Linked DNA regions of Hordeum vulgare: region 1 is linked to region 2. The links are chromatin contacts, called in public Hi-C maps. All regions are on one chromosome and are shown on one strand. The core of a region is the stretch at or near the end of the contact, and the rest is flanking DNA. Distances in the headings are between cores, read along the strand shown.

What was found. Hi-C and Micro-C count contacts between places; a contact is called where the count stands out from the background.
Region 1: a contact with region 2 is called in a Hi-C map of seedling, with 7 times the contacts expected there. The contact joins the promoter of LOC123425962 here to the promoter of LOC123425958 in region 2. A contact is called at or near these places in 3 of 6 Hi-C or Micro-C datasets (leaf and seedling) and 1 of 1 datasets of contacts at active chromatin or transcription factors (embryo).

Annotation. Positions count from the first base shown.
Region 1 is chr2H:235,498,742-235,504,576 of MorexV3_pseudomolecules_assembly, reverse strand. It overlaps LOC123425962 (transmembrane E3 ubiquitin-protein ligase FLY1-like), which reads right to left and starts at 1,841. Exons shown (of 15, transcript XM_045109739.1): 1 at 1,423-1,841; 2 at 824-893; 3 at 1-50. The coding sequence starts at 1,575.
Region 2 is chr2H:234,764,155-234,770,067 of MorexV3_pseudomolecules_assembly, reverse strand. It overlaps LOC123425958 (peptide-N(4)-(N-acetyl-beta-glucosaminyl)asparagine amidase), which reads left to right and starts at 4,439. Exons shown (of 17, transcript XM_045109736.1): 1 at 4,439-4,665; 2 at 4,756-4,923; 3 at 5,009-5,179. The coding sequence starts at 4,528.

The sequences.
Region 1 (5,835 bases), core at 592-3,091, 740 kb before region 2:
TTCAAGAAACCTGGAAGAGCCATTTGTGGCCCCAGCAAAGCTCCAACTTCCTGAACCATGATATGATGGCATTAGTACATAAACCAGACAATTAGGTAAGTAGTAGCATCCTCAACATAATAACAAAACAAATGATGGTAATGATAAATGAAAAAGGTGTGATGTGAGCATTTAATTGAGGTTACTAAAACAAAACTATGAATGTGGTATGGAGGGAAATACAATCTACCACTATCCTTTATCTGTTGCGGCAGTTAACCAATGAGGACATGTAAGTATGTCATAATTCAACATCAGTAGTAAACAAACCAACTGCAGTGAGGATATGAGTCATATGACAGCACCAAGTTGTATGATGCGGCTCGAAGAAACAAGCTTACTTTTAGCATCAAAAGAAAAAATCCAATAGCACTGACCGTGTAAATTTTTGCACAAAATACTTAAGAAATCAAGTGCAATCCTCACAACATTTGCCTACAGCCACACATTGTACATAGGATATTAATAACTCAAGACCTTAAGGCCGCTACACATCTCCTAATGTAATTGTGCAGTGGACCAGTGGCAACACAAAGACAAGCTAACACCATAGCTTGCTGGGATACAAAACTCAGACAAACCAATAGGTAGGTCAAATAACCTAGTGCATAGCTATTATCAGATAAGAGTTACTCCCTCCGTTCACAAATATAAGATGTTCTAACTTTTTTGTGAATCAGATGTATATAGACACGTCTTAGTGTGTTTGTTCACTCATTTCAGTCCGTATGTAGTCCACATTCAAATATCAAAAACATCTTATATTTGTGAACAGAGAGAGTACCTTTATATATTCCTGTAATATTCCATGAATATGGGCTCATGTCATTATCATCCCTCTTGTAGAATGCATGCTGCATAAACACCGCGATGATGAGCATTAAGGTCAGTTCCATACATAAAACCGCAATTCATAGTTCTAGATATATGGATGTTGGTAAACCCTAACATCGTAAAATGAAGAAGTCGCTATTATTTTGCTTGCTGTATCAGTATTTGCTACTGTCCGGCGAAATGGAGCATCAAGACCGCAGTGTAAGCCATGCATGCCAGACTTTAACTCCCACCATTACTTGGTGAAAATGTATAGTCAATAGAACATGCAGGCATCCAATTAAAATGACTATCTGGAGTGAAAAGGTCTAGTTAGAATCCGAAATAAAAGCAAGTGTTGCTGTTGCACGATTATTAAGTTCAATATAAGCACGAGTATAACGCAGCACAAAAATTTACACCAACGGACACAAAATTAAGCCCAAGACAAATACGGTTGCCCATTTTGTCTTTCCAATTTGATCTACCGGAAGGGCCAAATTAGCATAAAACCCTTGACTAAAGAAAATGGGGGAAACTTGCAGGTCTAACAATCAAAGAGCGCCTGACCTCATCGGCCCACGATCCGGAGGAGGCCGCGGCTCCGGCGGACGCGACGCGCTCCCTGAGAGGCCGCAGCGACGCGGCCAGCGGAGGGAGGGCGAGGCCGAGCACAAAGAGGCCCGCCACAGCGGCCCTCAGCACACCGGCAGAGCGCCTCATCTTCTGATCGTTGAGCGCAGCCTCACGATTCGGCGGCCACCATGAAGGGAGCGGGGGCAGCAGGAAGCCGACAGAGCAACCGCTGCGGGAGGGACGCCCGCTGGTGGGGTTGGTACGGTGGGGTTCGCGTGGGGCGCTAAACCTACGAGACGAAGGGAATGGAAGGGGAAGGAGACGAAAGGAGTCAAACGGGCGGGGCGTAGGAGATGACGTCGAAAGGCGAGGCGAGGCGAGGCGACGGCGACTTTTGTTTCGGCGGACACCAAGCAAAGCTTTTGCTGGTGGGGGTGGGGAATGGATTCGCTGCCGTGTGGGGGTGGGGAATGGATTCGCTGCCGTGTGGGGGTGGGGTGGGCTGGGGGTGGTTGGCTGTGTGGCGGGCAACTGGTCAGTCCGTCTCAACCCCAGGGGCCTGGCCTGCTTTTTTTTTTTTAAGTTAGCACGAGATGCTAAGATTCCATTCAGAAAAAATACGCCAACGACAAAAACTGTTCGGTTTATTAAAGGAAAATCAGATGAAAATCTGTACAACAGACAACCCCACCTAGCTCTACTAGGCTAACCGATATGAAGATGTCGGGCAAACTAAACATGATAGACTAAAGCACACCGTAGCCCCGTTACAGAGTCATTGTATATCACCCGTCGCACACACGACCCGACGACTTCGACTTTGCTGAAACAAAACAGACAGCGCCATCATCGAAAATGTTCGCCACAAGTGTGTTCATCAACCTCACCGACTTTGAAGAGAGAAGACATTCCGAAGAGAGGCGAAGATGTGCCGCTCCGACCCCGAAAGGAGGACAAACACGACTTGTTCGAGGATCCCCGCAAGCCATCGAGCTTCTGCTACCACCACCACCGTGCAACGGCAAGCCACGAACGGACGCGACAACGCATACTCCACCACCATCACCAACCGGGTGCATCGACCAAGAACCTCTCCAAAACAATGCTTCCAACAAAGTAAGGATGCCAAGGCCGCCCCATTGCCAATCTGACGAGGCAGATTTAGGTTTCCACCCGAAGAATGGATCCCAAATGGCAAAAGGGTGACAAATCTCCTTGGTGATGCCTTCAAGAAGGAAAACAACATCCACGGATGTTGCCATCACCTGCATCGAGCAAGACTTTCGTCCGGAGGATCTGCACCCAACGCCGCACCACCACCATCAGACCACACGCCGCTCCACTCTAGCACATCGTGCACGGTCACCTCAGGCCACCCCAAAGGCGACCCATGCACCCAACGCAGCCAGGACGCGGCCAGATCTGGCCCGCCCACCTGCTCGCAGCCGTCGCTGCCTCCCCACCCGAGGCCAGGCAACGCCCCCGCCTAGGATATGCCCCATGCGGCTGGCCCGACGAGGAGCCCCCGTTGGAGCCACCAAAGCCCTCCATCAGCCCGGAGCGGGCCAGATCTGACAATCCCACAAGCGACCTCCGTCGCACGCCCGCGCCCACGGAACGAGCCGCGTCTGCAACCTCCACGGTCCACCGACGGCCACCTTCACCGCTCCTCGTAGCAGAACCAGCCCGAGACCCGACAATCGACCGACGACCGAGGATTTGCTTCTTGGAGCCGCCGCGGGCCAAAAGAAATGCCCCGTCGCCGCCATCCCCGGAGCCGGTCGGGCTTCGTCGGAGAGCCCCTCAGGCGATGCGAGGAGAGGAGGGAAGGGGAGGCTAGATGGCGGCGGATCTGGGATTTCTCCCCCCGGGTCGCCAGAGGAGGGCGACACGGGGCGTGAACTACTTTGTATCTTTTGGCATCGATATTATGAACATGTGTAGCACTACGATCGAGATTCAATAAACCATTGAAGGTATTTATTCAAGCAAATAGAATAAGCATTATTCTCTTTAAATGAATAATCGTACTGCAATAAACACGGTCCAATCACGTTCATGCTCAACGCAAACACCAAATAACAATTATTTAGGTTTAACACCAATCCCGATGGTAGAGGGAGCGTGCGATGTTTGATCACATCAACCTTGGAAATACTTCCAACACACATCGTCACCTCACCCTTGCTAGTACCCATTTAATCCGTAGCTATAATTTCGAGTTACTAACACTTAGCAACTGAACCGGTATCTAATACCCTGGTGCTACTAGGAGTACTAGTAAGGTACACATCAATATCAGGTATATCCAATATACTTTTGTCAACTTTGCCAGCCTTCTCATCTACCAAGTATCTAGGGTAGTTCTGCCTCAGTGACCGTTCCCCTCATAACAGAAGCACTTAGTCTCGGGTTTGGGTTCAACCTTGGGTTTCTTCACTAGAGCAACAACTGGTTTGCCGTTTCATGAAGTATTCCTTCTTGCCCTTGCCCTTCTTGAAACTAGTGGTTTTACTAACCATCAACAATTGATGCCCCTGTTTGATTTCTACTTTCGCGGTGTCAAACATTGCGAATAGCTCAAGGATCATCATATGTATCCTTGACATGTTATAGTTCATCACGAAGCTCTAGTAGCTTGGTGGCAGTGACTTTGAAGAACCATCACTATCTCATATGGAAGATTAACTCCCACTCAATTCAAGCGATTGTAGCACTCAGACAATCTGAGCACATGCCTAACGATTGAGCTTTTCTCCCTTACTTTGTAGACAAAGAATCTTGTCGAAGGTCTCATACCTCTCAACAAGGGCACGAGCATGAAATCCCAATTTCATCTCTTGGAACATCTCATATGTTCCGTGACGTCCAAAACGTCTTTGGTGCCTCAATTCTAAGTCGTTAAGCATTACACACCTAACTATCACGTAGTTATCAAAAACGTGTATGTCAGATGTTCGCAACATCCACACACGACGCTCGAGGTTCAGCACACCGAGCGATGCATTAAGGACATAAGCCTTCTGCGCAGCAATGAGGACAATCCTCAGTTTACGAACCCAGTCCGCATAATTGCTACTATCATCTTTCAACTAAGTTTTCTCTAGGAACATATAAAAATTAGTAGAGCTACACCGCAAGCTACAACATTATTTGCAAATACCTTTTGACTATGTTCATGATAATTAAGTTTAGCTAATCATATTACTAATAACTCCCACTCAAAATAGGCATCCCTCTAGTCGTTCGAGTGGCGCATGATCCAAATCCACTAATTCAAGTCCGATCATCACGTGAGTTGAGTATAGTTTCGGTGGTGAACATCTCCATGTTGATCATATCAACTATATGATTCATGCTCGACCTTTCGGTCTCTTGTGTTCCGACGCCATGTCTGTACATGCTAGGCTCGTCAAGTTTAACCCGAGTGTTCCACGTGTGCAACTGTTTTGCACCAGTTGTATGTGAACGTTGAGTCTATCACACTCGATCATCACGTGGTGTCTCGAAACGACAAACTGTCGCAACGGTGCACAGTCGGGGAGAACACAATTTTGTCTTGAAATTTTAGTGAGGGATCACCTTATAATGATACCGTCGTTCTAAGCAAAATAAGGTGCATAAAAGGATTAACATCACATGTGAATCATAAGTGACATGATATGGCCATGATCTTGTGCTTCTTGATCTCCATCACCAAAGCACCGGCATGATCTTCATTGTCACCGGCGCCACACCATGATCTCCATCATTGTGCCGCCAACGAGGTTGTCGTGCTATCTATGCTATTAGTACTAAATCTACTACCTAGCAATATAGTAAACGCATCTGCAAGCACAAACGTTAGTTTAAAGACAACCCTATGGCTCCTACCGGTTGTCGTAGCATCGACGTGCAAGTCGATATTTAACTATTACAACATGATCATCTCATACATCCAATATATCATATCATGTCTTTGGTCATATCACATCACATGCATACCCTACAAAAACAAGTTAGACGTCCTCTAAATTGTTGTCGCATGTTTTAAGTGGCTGCTATGGGTATCTAGTATGATCGCATCTTACTTACGCAAAGCCACAACGGTGATATGCAAATTGCTATTTAACCTTCTCCAAGGACCGCCTTGGTCAAATCCGATTTAACTAAAGTTGAAGAAACAGACACCCGCCGGTCATCTTTATGCAACAAGTTACATGTTAGTCGATGAAACCGGTCTCTCGTAAGCGTACGAGTAAGGTTGGTCCGGGCCGCTTCAATCCAACAATACCGCCGAATCAAGGAAAGACTAAGGAGGGCAGCAAATTGAACATCAACGCCCACAAACTCTTTTGTGTTCTACTCGAGATATCATCTACGCATGAATCTAGCTCATGATGCCACTGTTGGGGAATGTTGCATGGG
Region 2 (5,913 bases), core at 3,190-5,689:
AGGAGACTGATTTCGCCGTCCATGATGAAGAGGAAGACGACCATGGCAACTAATGGCATGAAGATGATGACTTGTATTGTGAAGATGAGGAGGAAGAGATCGACATTTCACAAGAACCATTGGTGTTTATCTATGCGCTCACCCAAAGGGACGAGGCACAAAAGAAGAAGCAAAGTATTTGCATGGATATACCCAAAAAGAGGACAAATTGATTTGCTAGAGTTGGATTGAGATAGTGGGAGATGTGATAAGAGGTGCCGAGCAAAAAGGTGCCATATTTTGGGGAAGGTTCATACAACTTTCCATGAGCGAAGGAAGTTTGACACCTATCAATTTGAGAGCACTCGCAACATCAACTCAATCCATAAGAGATGGGGATTCATTCAAAAAGTGTGCAACAAGTATTGTGCCGCACTTGAGAGCATCCAAGGCCGTCCCGTGAGTGGCCTTGGTATTGGTGATTTGGTATGAACCTCTTGCCTTTATATTTTTTGTCCATTTATGTCGGCATGATTTTTCATTTTCATACACGTTTGTCCTTCCCTATTACATTAGCATCGTCATCAATGATTGTGTAGGCATTTCAATCTTTGGAAGCATTCAAGGCCCGACACAAGAACACGTCGTTCACTCTTATGCATTGTTGGGTGCTCATCATAGATTGTGCTAAGTTCAAAGACCAATATGTTGCTCGTAAGAAGAAAGGAGGGAAGAAGGCTGTGGCTGACGAGGGAGACTTGCTCAAGAGACCGAGGGGCAAGACAAGCTCAAAAGCCGATGAGAGGCGTGGTGCGTCTTCATTGCCTCGCAAGGCACTTTGGAGAACATGATGAGCCAAAAGGAAGCGAGGGACGAGAGGAGGAGCAAAGGAAAGGAGGAGCAAACAAAGATATATATAGAGCTCCAAACGAATAAGCTTGCCATGGAGGAGGTCACAGAAAGGAGGAAGCTTGACATGGAGGAGGCAACAAAGAAGAGGAAGCTTCACATTGAGGAGGCCACTTAGCTTAAGAAGCTCAAGATCGATGCCACTATGGCGGACACCAAAACTAAAGAGGTGGCACTTGCTTTCATGAGCGTGGACAAGACCAACACATCACTGGAGAGGAAGGCTTGGTTCGCGAATCGGCAGAACTCATAAATGCTTAGTCGCTTGCTGCAGCCTCACCACTTAACCTTACCTCACCCATTAAGCTTTGCTAGTCTTGATACCTTTGGAAATGAGATTGCTGAGTCCCTGTGGCTCACAGATTACTACAAACACGAGTTGTAGGTACAGGCAAAGGGTTCCTTTGACGTGAGCACACTAATCGTGCTATTTGGAGTTTCTTCTTCTTCTTCATCGATCTAGGATGGGTTCCAGGCCGGCAGCCTGAGATAGCAAGGATCGCCATCGTTCTTTTATCGTTTGTTTTTGTTCGTAGTCGGACCGTGCTCTTCTTCGTGATGATTGTATGTATTGTATTGATGTGACTCTGATGTAGCTTGTGGTGAGTGTAAGCCAACTCTTTATGCTCATTTTTTCAGTACATGTACTTGTAGCGATATCCATTCTTGCGAAACGACGCGATGCGTTTCTATCCTTGTCGAGGCCCTCACGCCAAAAATAAGGATAAGACCACATCATGGGCGTTACAACCTTCCACGCCCGCTCCCGCGCCCATCGACCTCAACGCCACACTAGTGGCCGGTGGCTCGTCATACGGAGGCACGAGGAAACGCGCGTAACAGATGCCAGGCGACGTGCTGCCGGGCGCACGCAACCTGTTCAACAAAATGTTGGCTGGCGGCGGTGAGGACTACATGCATAACTTGATCTTCGATGGTGGTGCGCCGGCCGCTGGCTACGGTCCCGACGAGACATGATGACCGGGGTGGATATCAACACCGTGTCGTCAAGGAAGAGGTCATGATTCGAGAAGATGCACTCGAACATGGTCAAGTTCAACGAGGAGTGATCTATGGCCGCGAGCCTTTTTTTATGTCGGCAGGTGTGCTGGCATGACCACGGGGCCACGATGGCATGATAGTCCCACCTCTTTTTTGTGTGCTGGCATGTGTGCCGGCCGCTGGCGAGTGCGTCAACATGAACTGTGAGGTGATTGTATGCCGGCGCTCGCATGGTGCCGGCATGAGACATGGCTGCTGGCATGATCTATGGCTGCGAGCCTTTTTAAAAATTTATGTATATACATGAAATGGTTAGGCGCGTTGGACGCACTGCCGATCCAAATCTAAAACAGGACGGACGCCGGACGGGCAGCCAACCTAAACGGACAAAAACGTCGTTCATTTGGATATCTCGTTGGACTTGTTCTAACCGAAGCAAATCCAAATTCACGCGGACACGCCCCATTCCTACCCTCATAGTCTGAGTTGGAGTTGGCCTAATAAGGGCCTGTTTGGAACTACTCCACTTCAAAAAAATCAGCTTCACTCCACCAACTTCACTTTGGAGCAGTTCCACCGAGGAGTTGTAGCTCCACCTTAAAGCAGTTTTATACTGTTTGGCTTTCAGCTAGCTCCAACTTTAAAAACAGAAGTATTTGATGTGAATAGTCTATTCTCCCTCTATTTTTTATGCATGATGTTTTGACGGCCCAACATTTATGCGCCTTTAGAATTTCTTTTAGAAGTCTTGTAATTCAAAACATACAATATTTGAAGTGAACTCATGTACTCGTGGTTTGAGTGTTGTACGCACGAACATGTCGTTCAATTAAATATGGGGACTGATCTGCGCCGGCGCACCGGCCCAAACTTTCGGCCGGCCGCGCGCGAGCCGCAGGATCCACCAACCCTGCGTCGTCCGTACCGTTGGATCCGCGTGCAATATTTTTTCCCCTATGCAGTAAAATTTCGATGCGATGCAACAATTTTTTCAACGGTTGCAACAAAAAACAAAATTTGTAGCAAAAAAATATCTACGTGATCGTAGCAAAAAAACGAAGATGATGGTACGTGGTAGCAAAAGTCAAACACCGGTTGTAACAAATATTTACGTGACGTGTATGCAACTTTTTTAGTGAACGGTTGCAGCAAAACATGATGCCGGTTGTAGCAAAAATTAACACAGTTGTAGCAAAAAGTAAAAACATCGATTGTAACGAAAAATCCGACGAACTGGAGTTGCAACCAAACATATATGCAGCTTTTTTACTAAGACAAAAAATAGTAAAAAACGCTTGCAGCAAAAATGATGCTGATTGCAACATATTTAGACGAAAAAATGTTGCATCCATTGACGAGAGAAGCGCGCGGGTGGAAAAAATGTTGCAAGCGCCCCCGCGCGCGAGGGGCCGACCGGCGCGCGGGTAGGAAACGGTCCCCATTAAAGGCCTCTTTGATTCGTAGGATTCTCAAAATGCAGGAATAGGAAAAACATAGGAATAGAGTGGCATGTCCTTTTCTATACTACAGGGTTTGGAAGTGTGTTTGATAGCACAAGAAAAACAAAGAAATTCTACAAAGAGGTTTGAGTGGATGAAATTTTTTCTCCAAAATGTAGTACAAATGAATCCTATGAAAAAATTCCAAAGGATTTCAATCCTACGAATCAAACGACCATCGTAGGAAAAAATCCTAAAGATCCAAATCCTTCAAAAATCCAATAAAATTCCTTTGTATCAAAGGAGCCCTAAATCTATACCTAATAATAAAGAGGCTATTGCTTCCGTCGGAAAACCAACGCGGCATTTTTATAAAAAAGCCCCTATAATTTTTATTATTCAACCCGCGCTCCATCATTATTTTATAATAAATCAAAATGATTATAAACAGATTAAAAGGATGTGGTATTTTTTCTCCCGTTGCAACGCACGGGGCCTTTTTGCTAGTCTTTACCTAATAATAAAGAGGCTATTGCTTCCGTCGAAAAACCCACCGAGGTGATTTTACAAAAAAGCCCTTACTGTTTATGACATTAACCTCGTGGTATATATTAAATATTTTTTTAAATACTCATATCTTTTAAACCGTAACTCCAAATTTAACATATTATACATGGAATTTGATTAGAAAAATATGTAGAATTTAAATATGATATTATTTTATCTGTTAAATGTTTAATAAAAATACTATCTAGGGTGCAATCTTAATAAATAAGTCATTATTCGTCTTTCTTTCATACCGGTACTCATCCAGGTTGGGAATGAACACGTCAACAAAATCAGGATTAGAGATGAAACTGAAGGTCACTTGACTGATTCTTTGTACGTATTAAATCTACATGCAAGCCATGTTAAAATAAAAGACCTGTGAAATTTTGAACTCCATTTTTGTAGGATAAGACCATCTTTATTTGTATCGTAACTATAAATTCTCAAATTATAGACATTTTTTATAAATTAAGAGTATGTGCCGTGTGGTATTTCTTTCTCCCGTTGCAACGCATGGGTCCTTTTGCTAGTATATGTAAAATGATGTGAACCCTGATGCGCTGCTTCAGTCACTACCTTTCGTCTCACCTGTCACGCAACCCCCTGAGGCCCTGGACTACGTCGCGACGTGGTCCACAGAGATAACGCTATGGTGGCTCGCAGGTTCGTAGTCCGGCAGGCCTCCGCCGGCGAGGAGCACGAGGTCGAGTACGACACGGACGACGGACTCGACGTCCTGCGCTTTCAGATCTTCTCGCTCACCTCCGTCCCACCCGACCTCCAGAAGGTTCGATCCCCGCCCCGACGACACACACCCGGCGTTCATCCGGGGTGCTTTCGGTCTGCTGTTCACTGATCCGATGTGATGCCCGTGCAGATCGTAGTGGAAGCGGATGGCTCCGTGGTCGACGACGGCACAGGCCTCGAGTCAATTCCCGATGGCCTGTGCCTCGTGTCTATTGACGAGGGGGAGGACGCGGACGCGGCTTCGGCTTCGGCGACGGCGCAGGAGAAGTCCGACGAGGAACTGAAGAGGTTGATTGAGGTGCAGTTTTCCAGACCACACACACCCCGCGATCAGATGGTGCTTTAGCTCCGCTGTACTCTGATCCGGTGTGGTGCCCGTGCAGATCGAGGTGGAGGCGGATGGCTCCGTGGTCGACGACGTCACCGACCTCAAGTCTATTTCCGAAGTCACCCGCCTCGTACCCATCGGCGAGGGGGATGACGTGGACGCAGCGGCGGCTGCAGCTATGAGGGCGCAGGAGAAGTCCGACGAGGAGCTCACGAGGATGATTCAGGTGCGGTTTTTATGACATCCCAGGCTGTATCGGATGGTCTAATGCGGTATGGAATTGGTCCAGGAGTTGCTCCTGGTTAGTGTGCAGATTGATCTGGTAATCTAGTTCACGCGGTGGCTTTGGAGTTTGGGGTAGGACTAGGGTGAAACATGGGCACTGCATTTTACTGCATTGCAGTTTGGATGGTATCGACAGGTCTTGTACTGTTTACATCTGTTTGAGATCACTTCTGTTTGATTGGGCAGTGAAAAGGGCAAGAGTTATGCTTGATTTTCATGAAGTCTACATGCATCTGTTCAAACTTGCATAAATGTAGTTTGAGGGCAGCAAACAGTTGCATCCCTTGTTTAAATACTTGAGTACTTCACCTAGGGGAAAAGGGAGAGAAGGAAGTCCAAATATTGACCCCCTTTTGAACATAGGAATAGGATATCATGAGTCATGACATGCTAAATCATACAGGAATTGGAAACACTGGAATTGGTAATAGAAGTTGTTTGATTGCTCCACTGGATAAACGGACGAGGCTTGCCTGCTCCCACAGCGTGCTCCAATCCGTGCTCCCGACTCGTTCATTTACCATCGAACGGCCGAATCATTTTTCCTCCCTTATGCAATTTGTCCATAAAAATGATAGGCAAACAATAGTTGCGTATTTTGGTCTCCCTCCCGTACTTATACAACTGTAATAACGAAGCGTCAAAACCCATGGCCGGAGATCCTCGTAAGCTCGT